Linked DNA regions of Mus musculus: regions 1, 2 and 3 are each linked to region 4. Evidence: chromatin contacts called from public promoter capture Hi-C data. All regions are on one chromosome and are shown on one strand. Each heading gives the region's core, a stretch centred on a gene start, on an enhancer-like site or on the middle of the called end of the contact. The rest is flanking DNA. Distances are from core to core; before and after follow the strand shown.

Evidence for each region. Promoter capture Hi-C pulls out the DNA fragments that hold promoters and counts their contacts.
Region 1: a contact with region 4 is called in a promoter capture Hi-C map of hippocampal neurons, with 4 times the contacts expected there. The contact joins the promoter of Prrg4 here to the promoter of Rcn1 in region 4. A contact is called at or near these places in 12 of 39 promoter capture datasets (the 3T3-L1 cell line, 3T3-L1-derived adipocytes, the HPC-7 cell line and 7 more), 1 of 484 Hi-C or Micro-C datasets (adipose-derived mesenchymal stem cells) and 3 of 115 datasets of contacts at active chromatin or transcription factors (the 230-238 cell line, embryonic stem cells and memory CD8 T cells).
Region 2: a contact with region 4 is called in a promoter capture Hi-C map of pre-B cells, with 4 times the contacts expected there. The contact joins the promoter of Qser1 here to the promoter of Rcn1 in region 4. A contact is called at or near these places in 10 of 39 promoter capture datasets (the 3T3-L1 cell line, the HPC-7 cell line, cranial neural crest and 5 more), 2 of 484 Hi-C or Micro-C datasets (LSK cells and embryonic stem cells) and 1 of 115 datasets of contacts at active chromatin or transcription factors (memory CD8 T cells).
Region 3: a promoter capture Hi-C map of hippocampal neurons shows a contact between it and region 4, with 5 times the contacts expected there. The contact joins the promoter of Ccdc73 here to the promoter of Rcn1 in region 4. A contact is called at or near these places in 1 of 39 promoter capture datasets (hippocampal neurons) and 1 of 115 datasets of contacts at active chromatin or transcription factors (epiblast stem cells).

Annotation. Positions count from the first base shown.
Region 1 is chr2:104,848,490-104,851,249 of GRCm38.p6, reverse strand. Prrg4 (proline rich Gla (G-carboxyglutamic acid) 4 (transmembrane)) reads left to right here and starts at 1,400. Exons shown (of 6, transcript NM_178695.5): 1 at 1,400-1,704; 2 at 2,050-2,174. The coding sequence starts at 2,072.
Region 2 is chr2:104,815,330-104,818,154 of GRCm38.p6, reverse strand. Qser1 (glutamine and serine rich 1) reads left to right here and starts at 1,459. Exons shown (of 12, transcript NM_001123327.2): 1 at 1,459-1,555. It overlaps 2310047K21Rik (a long non-coding RNA gene), which reads right to left and starts at 1,233. Exons shown (of 3, transcript XR_003953885.1): 1 at 1-1,233.
Region 3 is chr2:104,884,889-104,887,638 of GRCm38.p6, reverse strand. It overlaps Ccdc73 (coiled-coil domain containing 73), which reads right to left and starts at 1,315. Exons shown (of 18, transcript NM_177600.4): 1 at 1,146-1,315.
Region 4 is chr2:105,397,810-105,400,596 of GRCm38.p6, reverse strand. It overlaps Rcn1 (reticulocalbin 1), which reads left to right and starts at 1,278. Exons shown (of 6, transcript NM_009037.2): 1 at 1,278-1,627. The coding sequence starts at 1,392.

The DNA of each region.
Region 1 (2,760 bases), core at 151-2,650, 550 kb after region 4:
AATATAATAACCAGGAGAGGCTTTTTCTGCGTACTGGAAAGGAAGTAACGAAATCTGCCCTTGCCCTAGTAGAACTTGACAGTCTACATTGTTAGATACAGATCTCAGAAAGACTCAGTTCTCCCAAAAGCAAAATGGTGTTTATCCCTCTCTTCCCAGGGCTTCCAGCCACAGGTTGTCTAAATGAGGGAGCAGGAGAATGGGTCTCCTGAGAGATACTTCCGATTCCTGTGCTCAACCATAAGGTATTTCTAGCTTCTCCACAGTCTGATCTCCACTGCTTAAGTAAGGTGAAAGAGCAGACTCCATTTTCCAGACCGCTTAAGCCTCTAGGGCGTGGGGCATGGATAGTGTTTGGAAGGAAACAAAAACAACGTCTGCAAAACATATGGAAATTCTTACTTGAATCCATTAATCAGAATAAAATAGATAATAGCCTTTCAGGGAAGAAAACAAATTTGGTGAAAAGTGAATTAACTGGAGACTAGAAAGGAGTGGGAATGCCATTTCACTGTGCTCTGTTTCAACTGTATGAAGTTCCAGGCTACTCTGGCCAAAGAGCAAAATTTAAATAGCGTTCCCAAGAGTAACAGCGCATGCTGTTTGGACATGAAGAGTGTGGTGAGACACTGTTCTCCTATCTTCTCACACCTCGAGCTCTGGGCCTCTTGAATTATTTTTAATTATATCTCTCACACAACATTTTTAAATAGAGAAATTTTCAAAATTTAACTTCATCTCATGACAATTAAGGGTGCTTATGCTCTTGCTGTTTCAAAAAAAAAAAAAGAAAAAAGAAAAAAACTCAACGAAAAGTTCAAGATCTAAGATTATTTGTTCAAGAAGGATGAACTTTTTAGCTGTCTGGGTATATGGGTAGCTACGGCCAAAGATATCTAATAAAAGCAGAAATATTCTGAGAACAAACACAATTTGTCACATTTTGTTTAAATTTACATACCGACACTAACCTAGTAGTATGGAAGATATTAAGCATCACAAGTATTCATCCACTGGAGGCTTATTAGTTAGCAGAGTGATGATATCATCACATGTCAAACAGCTTCTGGAAATTTCCACTGTAAACCCAAGGAGGGAAAGAATGAAAGTAAAAGAGGTGAAACCTTGCATTGTTGTCGTGGAAACAATTTTGACTCGGGGACATATTTGAAAGTATTTTTGTAGACAACCCAGACCTGGTGAAATACATCTGAGAACTTTGTAATTGCTATTAATTGATTTTTGGTCATGTGACAATGCAAATCACTAACAAAGTATATTTTCTCGGATGAATGCTATGTTCTCATCCCTGGACCACCCTGCGAGAACAGCTGACCGAAGGTAACCTCGGGAGGGCGCTCTGATAGGCCGCCAAAGTGTGAGCGTCCGGGTCTCAGTCGAGAAGGGCTGGGGACCGAGAGCGGGAGGTGGAGCGCTGCCAGGTGACCTCCTCGTCCGGTAGCGGTGGGAGTGGCTCCAGCACACAAGCTGGGCCCCGTGCGGCGCACGTTCCCCGAGCGCCCCTGCGCGGATCCTGGGCGCCTCTTTTGCGTCCTGGTGTCGCCTTGGAGCCGCGAAGAGCTAGGCTCCGACTGTCGCCGAGATCCAGAGGCGTCCGCGACTCAGGGCCAGGCCACCTCTCGGGCCAAGCGGATAACTCGGTTCCCGCCCAGGGGCTGCTGGAACATGCGCCCGGGGACACAGGTGCGGCGACCAGCGGCGAGGCGGGGCGGGGAGGAGTGGGAGAGTCATCCAGAGACGATGTCTCGACAGTGGCATTCCAGCACCTAGCTGCCTGTCAGCGTGGGCGAGAGTCGCGTCTGCCTGGGCCAGTGTCCGAACTCTCCTCCGCAGCTTCCCGGGAGTACCTTTTGTTCCCAGGCGCTCCGGAGGTGCCACCTGCCCGGAGCGCCTTGGGTCCCATAGATTAAGAGCGACCCGTGGGGTGCAACAGGTCGTTGTTGACTCAGTTCCGACTAAAACCCAACAGGCTGAGACTTGGCCTGCTTCTTTTCTTTTCTTTTAATGTCGTTGTCACTTTTGTTTTAGTTTGTTTGACAGTTGCTAGACTATGTTTCCACTTCTGATCGTACTCAGCCAGCTGCCCAGACTTACCCTCGCAGTTCCTCATTGTATCAGAAGCCTAAAGGATTCCGAACATGCCCCAGAAGAAGGTAAGCAAGCATGGCTGCCGATTGGGGGAAAACACTTCTGAAACCAGTTGCGGTCTACTGTGTAGATCTCAAGCCAAAGTGTGGTAGGGGGAATTACACGCCCCCGTGAACCACAGTGCAACAGCATATCCTATGTTTTAATTTGTGGCTTTCTTGTTTAGAGTTGTGGGTTTTTAACTATAATATGTACAAACGTATCTCCCTTAGTAAACAGATGTTTAACACCTGGTTTGTGGTTGACTAAATTGAAAGCCTTTTTCGAAGTCCGAAAGTCAGTGAGTTGTCGTTTCCTAGATGAAGCTGTGTGTTAGTTATAAAGAGGAAGGCTGCTTCTTGGAAGACTGACAGGGAGGCCAGACTCTTGTCAGGACTTGTTTGTGCACCGCTGGGAGTCCCCATATAGACAAGTGCTCTACCGCTGAGCCACATCCTGTCCCCTAGTCTGGATTTGTGAGATCCAGAGCAAGGGCTGGAAGGTAGGATGACCCTTCTGGTCATTGTTCCAAACGTTGTGTAGATAAAGGCAGATGCTTGAGAGATTAAGTGTAGTTTGCTGGCCCAGGATTTTCGGTTACAGGTCACAAAT
Region 2 (2,825 bases), core at 210-2,709, 580 kb after region 4:
TAAATTACCACTACTTTCTTTTCTTCCCCACCGGGGGACCAGGCTGCAAGAGTCACAGGTGCAGAAGGTTTTTCACTAAAAACAGCATAGAAACAAAAGAATGAAGGCGCCAGGAGGAAAACATAGTCTCAGAACAAAATCAGTCTCGGAGGGGATGGCAGATCTAATGGCAGGTATTACAGAAGTTTAGATAGTCACCAGAGATAGAGAGTATCAGCTCTATTAGGTCTTCCGTTACGCCTGTCTGATTGGCTTAAACCTTTGTGCTAGTCTTTATCTTGAGAGATCTCTTTGCTAAGCACGTGATAGGTGTTAAGCCAATATTGATTTTTTTTAAAAGGAGAGATAGTCATTAAATCTAAGCTTCACGGTTAGTTTTAACTTTCAACTTATGGATCACAAGCCAAACGATTCATATGATCCCTGAATTTCATTACTCATAAGGAGAAACAGTTCGGGTAGGCACGACCTCAAAGTCATCAAATTACTCACACCACACAGCTTAGAAGTCCGATAAGGCAATGTTTGGGTAGAGTCTTGCAGAGATTAAACATCTTGAGCAGAGAGCCCCAACAAAGTGCATAGTGAGTTCGAATGTATTGTAATTAAAGTCATCCAGATGGTAGTTGGACTAATCAATGATGAGGCGGTATTTATCTTGGGATAGAAGATTCTGAACTCCAGAGTAAGAAAATCCCCAAGGTGGGGGGTGGGGACAGTTAATAAGTGCCCCTGGGAAAGGCCCATTCAGCTAGGGCTGCAAAATTCGTTTGAATTTGAATCAATTTGAATAGAAATCTCCCCCAGGAAGCAGGAACCAGATCCTCTAAGCCCAGCAAACTTTGGGCAGGAAGCGAGTACTGCAAAGCAACAGTCCCTTGTCTGTGGTTTGGGGCGCAGAGAAAGAAATCACAAGCGGGAATCGAGTGTTTGAGTTCCTTCAAAGAACCCGGGAGCGCAGAGTAACGAACTCCAGGCACAGTGCTGGCAAGCCCTCTCCTGTCCGCACCCATGCGGGTGCTCCGGCGCGTAGGCCTTCTCTTCACCGCTAGGGCGTCCACGGAGCAGCCCTCGTCCGGCCCGGCTCCCGAATCCGCAGCCAGCAGCGCGGGGCGCCGAGGGGGGCGGGGCGACGAGCGGGCGGAGGGCGCGGGAGGTGCATCCTGGGAAATCCAACAACATGGGGCGCCCGGGCTGCGGGCGCTGTGGCCGCCTCGCGTCCCGGCCGCAGGCGCCGCCGCTCTCCTGACGTCCGAGCCGAGGCCCGCCCGCCGCAGCCCGGTTCCCCCGCCCAGGCGCCCCCGCCCCCCGGCCGCGCCATGTGAGGGGCAGCTCCCGCCACCGCCTCTTCCTCCCCGCGCCTCCCGCCCGCCCCCGCCGCCTCAGCCCCCGCCATGGACGCGCACTACGCGCCCGCGGGCTTCGCTGAGCCTCCCGCGCCCCCCGCCAGCGCCGCCACGCAGCCCGCTGCCCCCGCCTGGGCCTACGAAGCCCGGGTCCCGGCCGCCGCCTCCAGCCCCAGCTGCAGCGGCAGCAGTCCCAGCCTCAAGGCCAGGTAGAGAGGGTGGGCGCGGGGTCTCACTGGGCCAGGAAAGGCCGCGGATGCGCCGGGGCCTGTGCCCGCCCCTCTCGGGGGCCCAGGCCGGGTGGGGAGCCTTCGAGGCGCCCTTCTTTGCTCCCGGGAGAGGCGGTGGACAACTCCTGGCGGGTGGTCCCGGCTGGGAGGGGGCGCATGGTGCAGGATTCGCTCCTGGGGCGGGTCGGGGCGTGGGGCAGAAAGGGAAGGTTGGGTGGGATGGAGGGGCGCAGTCACCTCTCGGTGCTGGACTCCCACATGGTAAAGTTTAAGCTCCGGGCTGACCTCGGTATCTGGGGAACCGGGACTGACTCCGCGGGGAGGCCTAAAGGGGCGCCGCGGAGTCCTGGGCAGTGACATTCCATTGTATTGGAATCTGGGTGGCCGACAATGTGGTGTTGGGGGCTTCGGCAGTGTGAAGGTGAGGGCGGTGGCAGGGCATGACGAGGAGCGGGGCCGTGTCGCTGACACTGGGGGTCCTGGGATGACTGGGCTGCAAGAGAACCCCCAGGGCGGGACACGAATGCAAAGCAGGGGCTGGGTGACATATGTTTATAGTGATGTAGTGTTCCACGCGTTCAAAGTTGCTTTTGGGTTTCCTCTGCTTTTAACAACGGCAGGAAGTCAAGATTCCCTCTTGGCTTTCAGTGTCTGGGGGTGACTGAGTTTTGGGAAGCGTTGAGGGCTGGTGGTCAAAGAAGGCTCTAGAGGTCGAAGACCCAAAGCATGCTTCTCCGTCTCCACTTCATTGTATAGTGCGGCTCTCCAGCATGGGCAGTAGACCCCAAAATGGGGACTCCTGTTTGCTATTTAAGCTCGCGAGAAATGTGTAGCAGTACTACACTTTGAAATGGTCACATTCGAATGATAACTGGAAGGCGTGGTCTGGCTTTGGGAGCGGGGTACTTTTTAAAAACCGCCTCCCCTAAACAATACTCGATCTAGTAGGTATAGCTTCTGACCCAAGAACAGGGAAATCCTGGCTGGTAATGACTTCATCCTCAGCTACCAACAGGAAGCCTTGTACCTATGTGATCTCACCAGGTTTCTAAACGATTTAAACGACACGAGTGAACTTTTTATTTCACTTTACACATTCTAATTACCTTTGTTTTTATGAAAGTGCCGCATTCATGATTTAGAATAGATGTGTAAAGAATTAACTAGTCTTTGTCTTAGATAGTCTCGGAGTTATTATGAAAGAAAGAAAAATAATAATGCTTCAATAAAAGAGTAATTATAAACCTCA
Region 3 (2,750 bases), core at 66-2,565, 510 kb after region 4:
TGGTTGCTGGGATTTGAACTCTGGGACCCTTGGAAGAGCAGTCAGTGCTCTTAACCGCTGAGCCATCTCTCCAGCCCCCAATGAATGACTCTTAAGGGACTCCACATGGTTGAAACAGAAGGTAGCAATTAAATACAGGATCCCATAAATTCTTTGACAGTTCACACTCACTTTTTTTGAAAATTCTACATGAGGTAGAAGATCGGAATTATGTATGAATAATTTAAGCCCATAATTCAATTCAGCATTATAGGGATTAAGAAGACAGTTTTTTGTTTTGTTGTGTGTTTTTTTTTTTTTTTTTTGTTTTGGTTTGGTTTGGTTTTGGTTGGGCGGGGATGTAATTTTTGTTTGTTGTTATTTTTCAAGACAGGGTTTCTGTATAGCCCTGGCTGTCCTCGAACTAAGCCTTTAAACCAGGCTGGCCTGGAACATACATCCACCTGCCTCTGCCTCCAGAGTGCTGGGATTAAAGATGTTTGCCACCACTGCTTGGCTGAAGACAGAAATTTTATTCCCAGCAAATTTCCAATTAAATCTGTCTGTAAAAAACACACATGAAGAATAAATAATACTGTCAAATTCCTGCATTCTGAGGCTCAGGCAGGAGGATAAAAGATTTGGACGTCCTCCTGCATTACATACAAATCAAGACCTTAACTCAAAATCTGACAGAATAAAATTACCAGAAGAAATACGGAAAATCTAAAAATTTCTTTGAATATTTACATACTTCCATGATTTATAATTTTTGCCCTATACTTGAACTGTTCTGTAAAGTAATACCCACCAATTTACTAAGTTTTTTAAATGTGACAAAATGCCAGGCAGTGGTGGCGCACTCCTTTAATCCCAGCATTTGGGAGGCAGAGGCAGGAGGATTTCTGAGTTCGAAGCCAGCCTGGTCTACAGAGTGAGTTCCAGGACAGCCAGGACTACACAGAGAAACCCTGTCTCTGAGCAGTCGACTCCGTCAAAACTTTTGACAAGGGTGTCCAACATTATAACACTGTATTCATAACGTAAACGTGGGTCAAACAAAAGCAAGCACCCTAAAGCACACAACCCTATTAAGAAAACGCAAGCATCGTATTACCAACCAGCAGACCTGATGGGTGGCGGCCGAGGTGGAAGTCTAGACCCACCTGAAGGAGACTTGAGGGCGACCAGGCCTGGGGAAGTCAGCACGAGGATTTGGTGGGACACCTGAGGTCCAGGGCGACCTTGGTAAGAAACTGGGTGAAAATATTAGAGCGACCTCAAACAGCGCTCAACGCAATGCCTGATTTACCTCAGCGAAGACCGCTCAGTGCTCAGCACTTCCGGGTCATCTTCCCCTACCCAAAGGCGCTTCCGGTTTTCAGTCCGCATTTGTGCGGCTACATTTAAGGAATTGGAGCGGACGTATGTTAGTTTTTCTTTTTCAAGACAGGGCTCTTCTTTGTAGCCCTGTTTGTTATGAAACTCACTCTGCAGACCAGGCTGGCCTCGAAAACGGAGATCTGCCTACCTCTGCCTCCTGAGCGCTGGGAAGACCACCACTGCCGCCCTGCGTATTATTTGGAGGCGGGGGAGGGGTGTTGGGACAGTGTCTTACTATGTAGCCTTGGCTACCTGAAACTCACAGAGATCCGCCTACCTGTACCTACATCCAAAGTGCTGGAATTAAAGGACTATGCCACCATGTTCTGTTATGTTCATTTTAAATAGTCTTTGGAACAATTTAAAAGCAAACAATAACAAAAAAATACCAACCAGTGTTATTGATTAGGAACAACGAACGCTGTAAGAATAAGAAGGAGGAGGTGCCTATCCATTTAATACCTTATGATTTTGGATGTTTGATGTTCATGAATATGTTATTCATCAAGAAGACAATGTAGTTTTTTGTTTATTTGTTTTTTAAGCGAAATATTACATAGAAAAGGAAATGTAGGGAGCAACAAGATGGCTCTGCAGGTGAAGTCACCTGCTACCAGACCTGACGACCTCTTAGTTCTATCACTCGTTGTCCTCTTATCGCTTCCTGTGCCAGGGAGAAGGGAACAGGAAACAGGGAGGGGGTAGAAGAAGAGAAGGGATGGGGGAAGGAGAGACAGAGATAATTTTTAACTTTAGAGAAAAAGAAATTCTAATCTTATTGATTGCACCTCTTCTCTATTCTGAAACCTAACACGATGGTTCACAGGTGAGAACTCATTCCATACAACTATTAATACAGTATGTTCCAGGCCTACAGAGCTTATCCATGCTACCAAAATCTGAAAGGACTCTGACATGCATAGGGTACACAAATACACATACAAGTCAAAACGCTTATATACACAAAATAATACCAAAAAAACCTGCTTTGTAAAGCTCTCTGTTTCACATTGCTATCAAATCTAGAAGTGTTTGGCTGTTACCATCCTCTTCTAATAATTCCTATCCACATTTCTCCAGGTTATCTCCAGGATCCCAGGCCTGAGTGTTGTAAGCTAGCTTCCTGTTCTCTAAGCTTTACATTTTCAAATTAGGACTATGTGTACTTGCCTTAAACTCTGTTTGATTTTTTTTTTTCTTTTAGTCAATCAGAGAACACAGAAAACAACTATCCTCATAGCTTCTCAAGGAATTATAAGTCAAAGTAAAAAGTTATAACATGGGATAACTGTATTTTTTTCAGTCATTCAGACCTGATAAATAAGTATAATTATTCCTGCTGCAAGGAATATTTTAATAGCTTGATGTTAGCTAGTAATGCCAACAAG
Region 4 (2,787 bases), core at 29-2,528:
TCCTAACAGCCTTCAGATGAAGTCGTAGAACTCTCAGCTCCTCCTGCACCATGTCTGCCTGGATGCTACCATGCTCCCAACCTTAATGATAATGGACTCAACCTCTGAACCTATAAGTCAGCCCCAATGAAATGTTGTCCTTATACAAGCTGCCTTGGTCATGGAGTCTGTTCACAGCAGTAAAATCCTAAGGCAGCCATAAATGCTTATGTGTATCAGGCTCATCATCTTATTTGGTTGACCGAAAATGATCTTAATAGAAAGATTCTTGCTTCTGTGCTATAATGTCTTGGTTTCCTTACTGTAAGGGCGAGAAGCTGACCTTTTCTTCAGAATGTTAGAAAGGTGGGGGTGAACAGGTGGTTTTGCAGCTTTTAGGGCTGGGGTTAGGAGGAGGCTTCTCTCTTCAACCACAGTTTCCTGGGACTCTTTAAAAGATTCGTCGACCCTCTGACATTTACATGCATTTTTGTGAAGAGTAAAAGGTTCAGACGGGCATTCTCAGTTTGTTAGACACTAGCCACGCGTGGCTATTTACATTTAAGCTCAACTATTGGCTTTGGACCGGCTCCATGTCAAGTATTCAGTGGCCATATAGAGAACATTTCCTTCGCTGTAGAAAGTTATATAATACAGACCATCACTAACTGGTATCATTATTTCGGATTTAATACGCTGATAGGATTTGAGACAGATAGTAGGTTTGTAAAAATGGCTTGCCAACATTCAGAAACGAAAGCTTTATATGATATCTCTGCTTCTTTTAGGAAGCCTTTCTGCCTCTCTCCCATAGGAGCTTGAAAGAACTTCTCCTTATTCACCCCGTCTCCTCCCACAGTCCTCTGGTGTTATCCCATGGATGTTAAGATTGCCTTCTCCCTAACCTAGGGGACCACGCCCATCCTGGCCTCCTTCCAGACTCAAGTGCTCTCCTAACCACAATGCAAATTGTTAACCGGACTTAAATGTTCATCTCTGGGCCAGCCTTGGGCTGAAGTTCGGGCTGTCAGCTGGAAGCTGAGTGGAAGCGCTGCTTTTCTAAAAGCGAAGACGAGCTATCACCCCAAAACATCTGTTGCATTTTCTCAAAGTACTTCTTTCCGGTCTTGCAGAGAACCCTCCAGTCCGCAACCCCCATCATCTGGACCCGCCCCTCGCAACGAGATAGCGGGGAGGGGCCGAAGCGAAACCGGAGCCCGGCGCCCACCACCCTGGCTGGCGACGTGGCTCCGCGGCCCCAGCCTCCCCCGGCGGCGCCGTGGCCAATGGGCGCGTGAGTGGGGCGGCCCGAGCCTCCTCGAGCCAGCCGGGCGCGCCCCTCGCTGGGGAGGGGACAGCGGCAGCGGCGCTGTGAGCCCCCACTGCCCCGCAGCCTCCCTTTGCTCGCGACCATGGCGCGCGGTGGCCGCTTGGGACTCGCCCTGGGGCTGCTGCTGGCGCTGGTGCTGGCGCTGCGGGCCAAGCCCACGGTGCGCAAGGAGCGCGTGGTTCGGCCGGACTCAGAGCTGGGCGAGCGGCCGCCCGAGGACAACCAGAGCTTCCAGTACGATCATGAGGCCTTCCTGGGCAAGGAGGACTCCAAGACCTTCGATCAGCTAAGCCCGGACGAGAGCAAGGAGAGGCTGGGGTGAGGCTGCGGCCCGGGCCGCCCGGGGACCACGCAGGGGCCCATGGCCACCTCAGAGGGAGCCACGCGGGACCACAAGCGCAAAGCGAAAGCGAAATCGCGCCAGTTGGTCTCAGGGGCGAGGCCAGAGCTGAGGCTCAGAGGCACAAAGTTGCCAGCGGGCGCTCAGACCCCCGTGTGGAGGTCGCCACCACACCCGGCCGGGATAGCTTCCCACAGGGAGGCGAGAACGTGGCAGAGGCCTCCGGAGCAGGGAGCGAGAGGGCCCGCCCCCTCATCTAGGTTTCAGCAGAAGTGACTGGAGTGAGCCAGAGTTTGTTGGCTGTGGCCTTTTAGTACCTGGTTCTTTCCCATAGTCCAGAGAGAGGCACTTGAGACTTGCTTAAAAACATCTCAAGATCAAACAAATGTGTAAGAGATGGAGAGGCTTGTTCTTGGCCTGTCTCTAAATCAGGCTGGATGTTCTTGTCCTCTGACCAGTCATCCCAGAAATCAGGTTTTTAAAGGGGCTCATTGGAGCAAGAGGTACAGAGCTGGAAACGGATTCTTTGGCCTCTGCTCCCAGCATTATGGGTGAAGAAGCACTCAGCTTTTTGGCAACTGATTGGGGGCGGAGGGGGCGAGAAAAAAAGAAAACCTGCAAAATGGCTATGGTGGGGCTTTGTGAGTTTAGCCTGGAATCAGGAAACAAACCCGGGCATCATCTCAGTACCCCTACCCTGGTGCCCAGGAGACACTTGACCGTTGTGCAGAGGGACTAGGAGCTAGTGAGGACCAGGTGAAGGCAGGGCTGTGGAGGAACACAGCCATCCTCCCTGTGGGCCACCAGAGCTTCCAGAACCTGCTCCTGGGGGAGGAGGATCTTCGAGTTCTGCTACAGTTGAAAAGAACACAGCCATCTCTGTTCGACAAAGGGGCCAGGGCATTCAGCAGGACAGGATTAATGATACCCATTGTGTAGGTGAATACCTGCCTGTTGTGATAAAAAAGACCTTTGGACTTCAAAGTCACCTCCAAACAGTGTCCTTTATTTGGTAGGGAAGCACTTTCTCTTCTTTTTTGGGACTTTTAACAATAGGGACCATTGATAAATTCACACCATTGTACTGCTCTGAGGCCTGGAGACTGATTTATTCTGGGGTCCCTGGTTGCAGCCATTC